Linked DNA regions of Mus musculus: region 2 is linked to region 1. The links are chromatin contacts, called in public promoter capture Hi-C maps. All regions are on one chromosome and are shown on one strand. The core of a region is the stretch at or near the end of the contact, and the rest is flanking DNA. Distances in the headings are between cores, read along the strand shown.

What was found. Promoter capture Hi-C pulls out the DNA fragments that hold promoters and counts their contacts.
Region 2: a contact with region 1 is called in a promoter capture Hi-C map of second pharyngeal arch cranial neural crest. The contact joins the enhancer-like site here to the promoter of Zfp263 in region 1. A contact is called at or near these places in 7 of 39 promoter capture datasets (the C10 cell line, cranial neural crest, liver and 3 more), 12 of 484 Hi-C or Micro-C datasets (the G1E-ER4 cell line, LSK cells, astrocytes and 9 more), 3 of 115 datasets of contacts at active chromatin or transcription factors (the 230-238 cell line, double positive thymocytes and embryonic stem cells) and 3 of 9 other capture datasets (adipose tissue, liver and pancreatic islet).

The regions. Positions count from the first base shown.
Region 1 is chr16:3,741,507-3,747,103 of GRCm38.p6, forward strand. It overlaps Zfp263 (zinc finger protein 263), which reads left to right and starts at 2,593. Exons shown (of 6, transcript NM_148924.3): 1 at 2,593-3,261; 2 at 4,271-4,451; 3 at 4,916-4,989; 4 at 5,265-5,388. The coding sequence starts at 2,869.
Region 2 is chr16:3,922,140-3,927,736 of GRCm38.p6, forward strand. Cluap1 (clusterin associated protein 1) reads left to right here. Exons shown (of 12, transcript NM_029738.2): 7 at 1,701-1,834. It overlaps Gm15537 (a long non-coding RNA gene), which reads right to left. Exons shown (of 2, transcript XR_003951938.1): 2 at 5,243-5,597. It also overlaps the pseudogene Gm15539. Among named protein-coding and RNA genes, the nearest start is that of Gm15537, 4.5 kb to the right of the region's middle. Within about 2 kb of position 2,037, at least 25 of the 459 cell types and tissues checked have an H3K27ac peak or open chromatin away from gene starts, as enhancers often do. A contact at or near this core is called in second pharyngeal arch cranial neural crest, where this site is marked.

The sequences.
Region 1 (5,597 bases), core at 1,343-3,842:
TTGGGGATTTGGGCGTTTTGCACTGTAAGGATGGAAGATTCCATCTGCAGGCCAGTTCTACCTGCAGTCTGAAAGTGGTAAATACCAAAAGGAGGATCATAGGAGAAGCTTCCAGGATCCTAACAGCCAAGTCAACTTTCCGGAGTTTCTCAGCCCATCAGGTCATTAACTATTCAATTTGGACTACAACTGCATATAGGATACCTGGCATGGATGGATGCCCTTGGGGACCAATAGAGAATGCTAGATCCCCTGGATTTGAAGCTACAGAAGGCTGTGAGCCACCTTCTGTTGCTGGGAACAGAACCCACCCAGGTCCCCTGGGAGGTCAGCTACTGCTCATAACTGCGGAGTCATCTCCCCAACCCAACCTCCCAAGTCTTAGCCAGCTTTTTCTGAATGAACCTATACCAGCCCATGTGCTACCTAGTGTCTAGATAAATAGGCATTTGCCATGGCAGCCTGTGGGCTTTTGTACCTGTGATGAAACTACACACAGTCATCCAAAACAGACCATTTTTATTTCCACAGCCTAAGCTTTGCTACAGGTTAGCTGTATGAACTTAGGCCATCGACTTAACTGGCACTATTGGGAACAAGCAAAAGAAACTTATTCTAAATACTACCATTTTCTTTTTAGGTCATAGGACCTAAATTCAAGGTCCCAGGCTCTCGTGGAGCTGAGGACTTCCCAATAGTTAAACAGCTTCTATTATAAAGAAACAGTTGTCTGAGTCCTGACATCTCAGGGACAACTTTTAAGTTGTCTGAGTCAAGACATCTCAAGGACAACTTCTCTATCTTGCTGGCAGGATCAAATTAAGTTCATGTTCCCAGGCCCAGGCCCCAACTTCCATCCTGATTGATGGAAACTCCCTTTCTCAACCCCTTTTGTCAAAATGATTGGACAATGCTACCACCCAGCCCAGCCCAGCCCAACCCCCTTGCTTTATTGTTTCCTTTAAATATGCTGCACAGCATCCCCTCAAGGTCACAGTTCAGCTCATGAGTCTGTTCTACAGCCCTGATCAATCAGTAGCAGCTTGATTACAATAAATTTTTGGCATCTGCATTGACCTGGTATTTGAGTTATATTGGGACCTCACGACGGCACTCCATGCCATAACCACAGGACTTACTTCATACCATATCTTCAAAGTTCTATTTCATGTATGAATGCTGAAGCTCTGAAGGGAAAGATACCCTGGCAATCGGGAACCAAAAGTCGTGCCGCACGACAAACCTCATTCAAGAGACTCATTGGGAAGGAAAAATCCAGAACATCATTCTCAGCTCAGGAAAGAAAGCAGGGAACTGAGTGGTAGGCAGGGTTTATACAAGATTTCTTAATCTTCCCACCACAGCTTTCCAGGGTGAGGATTGGTAGAATTTCACTGAGCTTGAAGGAGATCAGAGACTGATGAGTTTGCTCAGGGCTTGAAGGGTTTCTATACCAAGCTCCAGGATTAGTGGGTTTTTCTGTTCAGGGTTGGTGGGATTTATTTATTTTTATCTTTTTGTCTTGTAGGGTGGGGCCAGGCTACTCTTCCTCCTCGGGCCAGGGAATGACAGTAACAGCTATTATTAAACAACTATTAGGGTTAGGGACCATTAAGGAAGTCAGAGGTGGGAGGGACCTGGCTGCTGGAGCTCCTGGTGGCCATTTTCCTGCCTCAAGGTCTTACAAAGTATAAAAAGTTCACAAAGGGAGACCAGAGCAAGGAAGGCTTTCCCTGCCTCTTGAGTTGCAATGAATAGACAACAATGTAAGCATGTGTCCAATAAGTGATTACGGGTTTTCGTGACACACTCCTAGAATCTGCAGACTCCACCACCTGTCTGTGACAGCTGCAGTCTCAGGCCTGGGCTATTCTCTCTTCAAAAAATAAGGAAGTCCGCCTTGGTGTTTCCTTTTCTTCAACCTTCAGGAAAATAGTCAGAGCCGATGATTATGCTAATCCTTAGACCTGCTCTGGGAGATGGCAAGAGCAGTTCATACCCAGAGCGTTCTTCTGGGTCGACCAGCCACCTAAAGATGGAGGACTAGGGACCATCGCTCACAGGGAGGCAAAAGCTCGGGCACGGGTATGTTTATCGTAGCTCGACAATCCATTTAGACCTGCTCAAGCCACAGTGCAGGCGCAATAACAAGGGCGCGCCATGGACTACATTTCCCACCAGCCCCAGGCAGCTCGAGCCCTGGAAGCACAGTCTATTTCCGGTTGTAGGTCTCCGGAGTGTTGGGATCGGCCTTCGGAAAGGTTTTCTTTGTTAAGCTTCTGGGCCCCGACATGACACTCTAGCGCCTCTGGACTCTGGTTCAAGCGTGGCTGAAGAACTTACCTTTTGGCAAACTTTCCTATGCAAATCTGAGCCAGGTTGTCCCCGGGTCACATCCGCCCAGGGATTCCCACCCCTACCGCTTCCCCACCTGGAGGCCCCGCCCATTGCGTAGCCCCGCCCCTCATCCCCATCCGACTTGTTCCCCTCCCGCTCTTTTATGCAAATTTTCCTTGTCCTGGGTGGACCGTGAGTACGTGGTGAGACCCGACCCAATGGGAGACAGCGCAAGGGAAACGTGAACCGGAAGTCCGTCCTGACTAGCGGCCGTTGGCTTATGACGCCTAACTCGCGTGCTGAGGCTTGCGACCCGGGCCCTGCGACTTAAGTTCTGTGCGGGCCTGAGAAGCCGGTCAGGTGGCGACGCTGCAGGCCTGATATTGCTGAGATTGTGACCTGGGTTCCTCCGGCGGGATTTGGAGCCCGGAGTCTCTCGGTTGCTGCAGCCGTGGCCTACTGCTGTACAGAACCCAGGGCGTCTCTCAAGGCGGACGTAGCTGGTGTCGGGACCTAGGCTGGTGTCGGGGCATGACTATGGCTGCGGGCCCAAGCTCGCAGGAGCCAGAAGGGCTCCTCATAGTGAAACTGGAGGAGGACTGTGCCTGGAGCCACGAGGTACCCCCGCCTGAGCCAGAGCCCAGCCCGGAGGCCTCCCATCTGCGATTTCGACGGTTCCGCTTTCAGGACGCCCCGGGTCCCCGGGAGGCCCTTAGCCGGCTTCAGGAGCTTTGCCGCGGGTGGCTGCGGCCGGAGATGCGCACCAAGGAACAGATCCTGGAGCTGTTGGTGCTGGAGCAGTTCTTGACTATCCTTCCCCAGGAGATTCAGAGCAGGGTGCAGGAGCTGCGCCCAGAGAGCGGCGAAGAAGCAGTCACTCTTGTGGAGCGTATGCAGAAAGAACTTGGGAAACTGAGGCAACAGGTGACAGCTGTTTTACCCGTGGTTTGGCCCGGAAGTCATTGTGCTAGCCTCTTCTGTAGTCGAATATACTTGATCGTCCTGAGTACACTTTACAGGAAGGAGAGGGATTTTTTTGTAGCTTATCCTTTCCTTCCAGATTGTTCCCATATGACGACAGTAGGAAGTGAGGAGCACTTCCACCAGTATTTAGTTATGTAGTTAGAAAGCTTCTCACAGGCCTCGTGACTTTGGGCAGACTACTTAATCTGTTTCGTCCTGTTTTTCTGTTGGCTAAAGCACTGTCTGGGAATAATTTTGAGGACTTGGAGAAAAGTATGTCGTTTGGATGACACCTACTGCCACTGCTTTGAGGGGTTTGTTTTGTGACAAAGTCTTACGTAGCTCAAGCTAACTGACTCAGTGTGTAGTTGAGCTTGGCTGCAGAACAGTGGTGGTCCTCCACCTTCAGTCTCCCCAAATTCCGAGTTCTAGGGTTACAGGCAGAGTCTAGATATGTAGCCCAGGCTTAAACTCGAGGCAATCCTCCTGCTTCAGCCTCCCCACTGCTGATTCCCACAGGCATGTGCCACTATCCCAGGCCTATATTTAGTGGATAACACCCAGCATATCTTAGTCAATAGTTTGCAATACAGAACTGGATCTCTGCTAATTGAACTCTGAAAAACAGCTAAGCACCGAGGGGCTATGGTCGCAGCCTGATAAGTTCACCTTATCTAGTAGTGAAACGTGGAAGCATCTAGAACAGGTGAGTGTGATCGAGCAGAAGTGAGGAGTATCAATGGAATATGTTGAGAAAGTGTGCATTGAGAGTGGACCCTCAGTTTTCTTGCTCCATCCCTCCCCCATTTTCTGCTACCACCTAAAAAGCCCTTAGCATAAAACATCTTCTTGGCCAAGACCAAAGGGATAGTCTGTGGTTCTCTGTTGAGGGTGTGTCCTAAGAATCCTGTACTAATTTCCAATTCTGTCAGCCCCGTTGTGATGATGAGTGATGTGGGTTGGTTCCCAGGTCACAAACCAAGGGCGGGGAGCAGAAGTGCTTTTGGAGGAGCCTTTGCCACTGGAAACAGCAGGAGAGTCACCGAGCTTCAAGCTGGAGCCAATGGAGACTGAGCGAAGCCCTGGCCCCAGGCTGCAGGAGCTGCTAGACCCCAGCCCCCAAAGGGACTCCCAGGCTGTAAAGGAGAGGGGTGAGGAACAGTTATCTGGGCAGGTGGGAGGGAGGAGGGGCTCTGGGATTGCCACTCACCCTAGCAGAATGTGGTACAGGTGCCAAGGAGAAAGAATTTCTGAAGTTAAAGTTCTCAGTTGTGTTCTGAAAAACCTAAAAGTGGTGGTATGAATTCTGTAAAGGTTGGATGGGAGGAAAGGGGAAGCTCTTAGTAAAGCCATTCTGTGTACAGAACAGGCAAATTCTAGTTAGCTGATTGATGTGGGGTGTATGGTTAGAACCCTGTCGGCCAGGATGGAGGATGGCTCACATGCCTTTACTATAACCCTGTTACTTTAGATCACCTTAGCACACCTTTGCTACTTTTTGTTTACTGTCAATCCTAAAAGCTGAGACTTGCAGTTGGGGAATGCATATTGTCTTATAATCTGGGCTGCTAAGATTTGGTGTTACTGTTCTCATTATAATTTCTGTTATCTTTAGCATTATCCGCTCCCTGGCTCTCTCTCTTCCCTCCTGAAGGGAATGTGGAAGATAAGGATATGACTGGGACCCAGGTGATGTGGAAGTTCTCATTGCCTTTCCCCAGAATTTTCCTTTTCTCCTCTGCTTTTAGGGTGGGAGGTTCCCCTATGCTACTAGAAAGATTTTTTTTTTTCTGATCAGATATCTCCCTTATTTTCTTTGTCTTTTCAACCCATCATTTGTAGGCTTCCCCCATGACATGAGTTTTCTTGGCACTCATGTGTTTTAACCCATTTACTATGACTCTGCTTGAATTATTCTTAATGCGTTACTGCATGTGATGCTAAAGGAGATCTTGTTATTTCAGTTGCCCGAGAGCCTGGAGGACATGGCAATGTATATCTCTCAGGAGTGGGACCATCAGGATCCTAGTAAGAGAGCTCTATCAAGGTATATGGTACAAGATAGCTATGAGAACTCGGGGACTCTAGGTAAGAGCTTCTCGTTCTGGGATGATATTTATGACCAGACTATCCTGCTTCTTGGACATACACACCTACTGGACATGAGCTCTGAGTTTTGTCAATAACCCCACTCCTTACTCTAACATTTCTTATCCTAATATTCAGATAAACATCTGCCAAATGGCACAGTTGATAGACTTAATGGTATCCTTAGACTGTGTTTCCATTGTTAAGAG
Region 2 (5,597 bases), core at 787-3,286, 180 kb after region 1:
TGGAACTCACTATGTAGAACAATTTAGTCTCAAACTCAGGAGATCTGCCTACCTTTGCCTTCTTTGTGCTAAGATTAAATACAAGCACCACCATGCCTGGCTCTCTAGTGGTTTTTAAAGGAAGAATCAAAGAAATTGTGTGCTGCACTGGAGCTACAGCTCAGTGATCATTACTTGTCTGGCATATGTAAAGCTTTAGGATTGGTCCCTCAGCACATATACAGAAATGCCACAGAAATGATTGGTTTTACTTACACAAAACAGTTAAGCCATAAATCCAATGACAATAATTGTACTTTCAAAAGATGCCCTGTCTCTGAGAATCTTGACAAGTGTCTACTCTTCCAAAGTCATTTCTTTGTGGATCCCATGGCTTTGCAAAGACCAGCAGGTAAACAGCCAGAAAAACATTTATAGTATAGTAACATACATGCAGAGTACCAGAGGGGAATCCTACCTTGCCATCAAGAATTTCATGCAGAGCCGGGCGTGGTGGCGCACACCTTTAATCCCAGCACTTGGGAGGCAGAGGCAGGTAGATTTCTGAGTTCGAAGCCAGCCTGGTCTACAAAGTGAGTTCCAGGACAGCCAGGACTATACAGAGAAACCCTGTCTAGAAAAAAACCATTAAAAAAAAAAAGAAGAAGAATTTCATGCAGGGTTAGACAGTCACAACATGGGGAGGAGGTTCATTCACCCCCAAGTTGTGCTCCCGATTCTGGTGTAGCTCATTTGGTACTCTGAAACACGAGGCGCCCAACAGCCAGCTTCACATAGTCTGAATATGAAGCCAGCACATTTGCTTTTTACCATGCCCTTCAAGTAAATGTGCTCTTAGAAATATAGGGGTGTCTGCGGATGTAGCCAGTGGTCTTTGACCCCCGGTAGTGCCAACAGCCCAGAGCTTCGGCCCCATTGTGCCTAGACCTTGTTATAAAGCTGCATCTCATCAGAATGGCTAGTTGCTGCTGTCGGATCCATTTCTGCCTTGACTTTACCAATAAAGGAGTTTCTCCATTTATTTTAGTTTTTAGTTGAGCTTTTACCATAGAAGAAAAAGGAATCTTCTTTGTCCATCAAAGCAGACAAAGGGTCAGAGCTGAGGCTAGTTCATGAGGGTTTTGGGTTTGGTCCCCTCCTGAGCCAACTGTGTATGTCTGTGTCTGTCTGTCTTGTGTCTATGTGAGTATCTATATCGATGTGTCTGCCTGTCTGTGTATGTGTCTGTGTATCTGTGACTGTGTGTGTCCATGTATGTAACTGTGTGTCCAAACTCTGTGTGTGTGTGTGTGTGTGTGTCTCCAATTCCTCGGTTGGTATTTTGTAACCAGGGAGCAGCCCAAGTGAAGGCTGACAGTGCAGTGATCCACCAGTGCCCAGTGCTAAGCAAGCAGGCTGGACACAGATCCTGTGACCTCTCTGTCTTTACTAGAATGTCTCTGTCATTCTTCTCGCCATGTTTGCTTGCTTCCATGGAAGAAACATGCACTTTTCATGACAAGAGTGGTGCTCTCCTGTCCCCGTGTCCTCCTTTCACTCCTGTCACTGGAAATAGTTTGTTAATAAGTTACAGTGGAGGAGGGGTGGGCTTTGTTGGTTTGTGTGATGTTGCTTTGCACAAAGTGTTAAGGAACTCTGTGCTCAGAGTCAGGGGACAGCACTCCGTGGCACCTTATCTCACTATTTCCTATTCAATGTAGGCCCAGGTTCAGAAGACTAAAGACCTGCTTAATAATGTGGCCTCTGATGAAGCAAACTTAGAAGCCAAAATTGAAAAGAGAAAATTAGAACTGGAAAGAAATCGGAAGCGACTGCAGACCCTGCAGAGTGTCAGGTAGAGTGACTAGAGTATCTGTGGGTGAGGACATTAGGTTGGAGGAAGGGACGTGGCATAAGCTGTTCAGCCATCAAAAAGCAGCAGCATGCACAGAGACCCCATGCCACAGTTTCCTTGCTTCCTGTCCTAAGAGGAGACTGCTGTGCTCTCCCACTCTCTGCACTGCTGCTAATATGTCTGCAACGTGGCCGAACTCTAGAGCCCTCTTGAAAGTTTTGTGGTTTCTTGTAACATGAGACAAAGTAAATCCAGATGGAGGGAGTTCTACTAAGTTAGGCCGTCTAAAATCTTACCATATGTTATATTGAAACAGAACAAACTCTCATCTTCTGGGTTGAATAGATTTTAGACTTTTCATTTTGATAACTACTCACCTGTCAGCAATTCATGTTCCTTATAACTTTGGCTCCGTGGAAAAAACAGCTCCACTGAGCAGTGTGTTAGTGGCCAGAACATTGCCTATGTCAGTGGAACCTTTTGTCTATTCCTCAGATTTTCTTTGTGTCTTCTCTTTACTCGTTTATGCTTTCCCTCCTTGGTCTCAATATTTTTTGACTTTTCTTTTTACAATGTTGGGAGTGAGCATTGGCAAACCACAGGCATCAAGAGCAAGTCACCAAAGGGCCTCACATACCACCCCCACCCCAGGGCCTCGCTTGTTCCTCTGCTGAAATCACTGCCACGAGAGTCCTTGGACTCACTAACAAAGTCAGCCTTAAAGCAGAACTCACTCTAGTTCAGCCCCAAAGCACCCAAAGTAAGTTTGTTTGTTTGTTTGTTTGTTTGTTTGTTTCAAAACAGGATCTCACTATGTAGCTCTAGCTGTCCTGGAAATCACTATGTAAATTAGGCTTGCCTAGAACTCACAGTGATCTGCCTGCCTCTGCCTCCCAAATGCTGGTACTCAAAGCATGTGCTACTACCCCCAGCAAGCCCCAAATCTTTTAAATAGAAAAGTTGCTCTTTTCTAATTTTAAAAGATTAGTGTTCTCTTCCCATCTGTTTCATCCTCTGTCTTACTTTCTATTGCTGTAGCAAAAGTTACCATTACCAAGGTAATTTATGAAAGAATGCATTTAGCTGGGATTACAGTTTCAGAGGTTAGAGTCCATGCTGGAACAAAGACATGAACAGCTGGGAATTCACGTCTTGATCCAGAAGCAGGAGAAAGAGCACACTGGAAATAGAACAAGTCTTTTGAAACCTCAAAGCCCCGCCCCCAATGGCACACCTTCTCCAACTAGGCCACACCTCCTAATCCTTCCCAAATACTCTCACAAACTGAGGGACAAGCATTCAAATCTATGAGGCTGTGTCTCTGTTCTCATTCAAATACCACATTCCCAACTCCTTGTGTCATTTTAAAAACTGTCTCAGGTGCTTGCTTACCAGCACATACACTACGACTGGAATGACAGAGTGGTGTGGGCCTGTGGGGGTGTCATGCAGATTTGTGAAGCATTCCGTATTTTGACATGTGGTCTCTTGATGCCATGGACAAGCATCTCAGAAGCCAGAACTAATATTTCAGTGAACATATGTTAACACTATGTTAACCCTATGGGAGGCTGTGATTCATTGAAGTGAAATCCACAGAATTATGTGCTAATAGATTTAATTTTTCTTAACTTGTAGTAACAAGTTCTTTCTGACTTTCACATACATCCCAAGCTACTCACCCATCCCTTCATATCCACCTTCACCTTGCAACCTCCCCCTCAAAGAAAGGAAATTAAGATAGCATTTTTAAAAATCTTATTACGGAAGCTGTAGTGTATCACAGTGTGTCCCACGTGATTTAATTTTTATTAAAAATATACATTCTTGGTTGGATATACTGATATACACCTTTAATACAGTACTTGGAAGACAGAGGTAGACAAATCTTTGAGTTCAAGGCCAGCTTGGCCTACATAGTGAGTTCTAGACCAATCAGGGCTGCATAATAATACTCTGTCTCAAAAAAATACACATACAAGCTTGAGAGATGGCTCTTCCAGAGGTTCTGAGTTCAATTCCCAGCAACCACATGGTGGCTCACAACCATCTGTAATGGGGATCCCGTGCCCTCTTCTGGTGTACTTATATAAATAAAATAAATAAATAAATCTTTAAAAGAAATATACACGTACACACTTATTTCTATCTGTACCTATATTTAGGGGATTAGCATGATGGCACACATATGAAACCCAGCACTCAGGGGGCTGGTCAGGAATTCACCAAGGACAGTCTAGGCTGCACTAGACCCTACTAAAAAAAAAATCTGGCCCCCACTGGCTGCTCTGAAAAGCCATCTTTGCATTGTTCCCGGGCCATGCTCCCGCTCACTACAGCCACCTTCACCGCCCACCGCCTCCAACACGGACTCCAGCAGACAGCTTTCTCGCCTGAGTCCTCGAACTCAACTAATTCCTCACTCGAAGCATCGGACCACCCACGTGCCCCACCATGTCAGACTGGGCAGTGGACACCAGCTCCAAGATCAGCACCGAGGACTTGAAGGAGAAGAAAAAAGTTGTGGAGGAGGCAGGGAATGGAACAGTCAAAATGAAGAAAATGTCAAGCAGGAGGCTGACAATGAGGTAGATGAAGAAGAGGAAGAAGGTGGGGAGGAAGAGGAGGAGGAGGAAGAAGGTATGGGTGAGGAAGAAGATGGAGATGAAGGTGAGGAAGCTGAGGCTCCTACAGGCAAGCGGATAGCGGAGGATGAGGAGGATGACGATGTCGACACCAGAAGCAGAAGACCGAAGAGGATGACTAGACAGCAAAAGGAAAAGTAACCTTACACACTGCACCGTGACCTAGTCACCTCCACTTCCCATCTCAGAACTTAAACGTGGTCAAGAAGCAGGCCCCGCCCACCCGCCCTCAGCGGGGCGTGCCACCCACAAATGACATGCTCTCTCCACCACCCCACCAAAACTACAACATGAATTGGCAACATGAGTGGCAAAAAGAAACCAGAACTTTCCAGGCCCTGCTTGTTTTCTTAAAAATACTTTAAAAGGAAAATTTGTTTGCATTTTTTATTTACATTTTATATTTTTGTACATATTGTTAGGGGTCTGCCATTTTTAAAGATAACAGGTGAACAAACCAGCCTTCAGAGCATTTTCTGTCCTACTTCAGACTTCACGTGGGGTGTGACCATGTTCATTCAAATCTCAAAGGAGAAAAAAAACTTGTAAAAAAAGCAAAAACAACAACAACAAAAAAAAAATCTTATTTTGACCATTCCAGTAACTTTTTTACGTATGTAACTAGCGTACTGTACTATAAGTAGTTGGTTTGTATGAGATGGTTAAAAAGGCCAAAGATAAAAAGGTTTTTTTCTTTTTTTTTTTTTTTTTTGTCTATGAAGTTGCTGGGGGTTTTTTGTTGTTGTTTTGGTTTTGGTTTTGGTTTGGCCTGTTTGATGTATGTGTGAAACAATGTCCAACAATAAACCAGAATTTTATTTTGCTGAGTTGTTCTAAAAAAAAATTCTGGGAGTATGTAGGCTATGTTCGGTGGATGTTGTTGGTGATTTATACGGAATTTTTCACTTAATTCTCCTACTTTCAGTGTTTTTTTTTCAGTGATTTATAAAGAATACATGTTCACTTTTTGTCCCATCTACTGTGAGAATGAAGACAATTCTCAGACTGTCAACATTAAAATGTCAGCATCACTCTGAAGGGGTTCACAATCAGTGTGAAGGGCCCCAGGGGGACACTGCAGAGGGACTTCAATCACATTGATATAGAGCTGAGTCTCC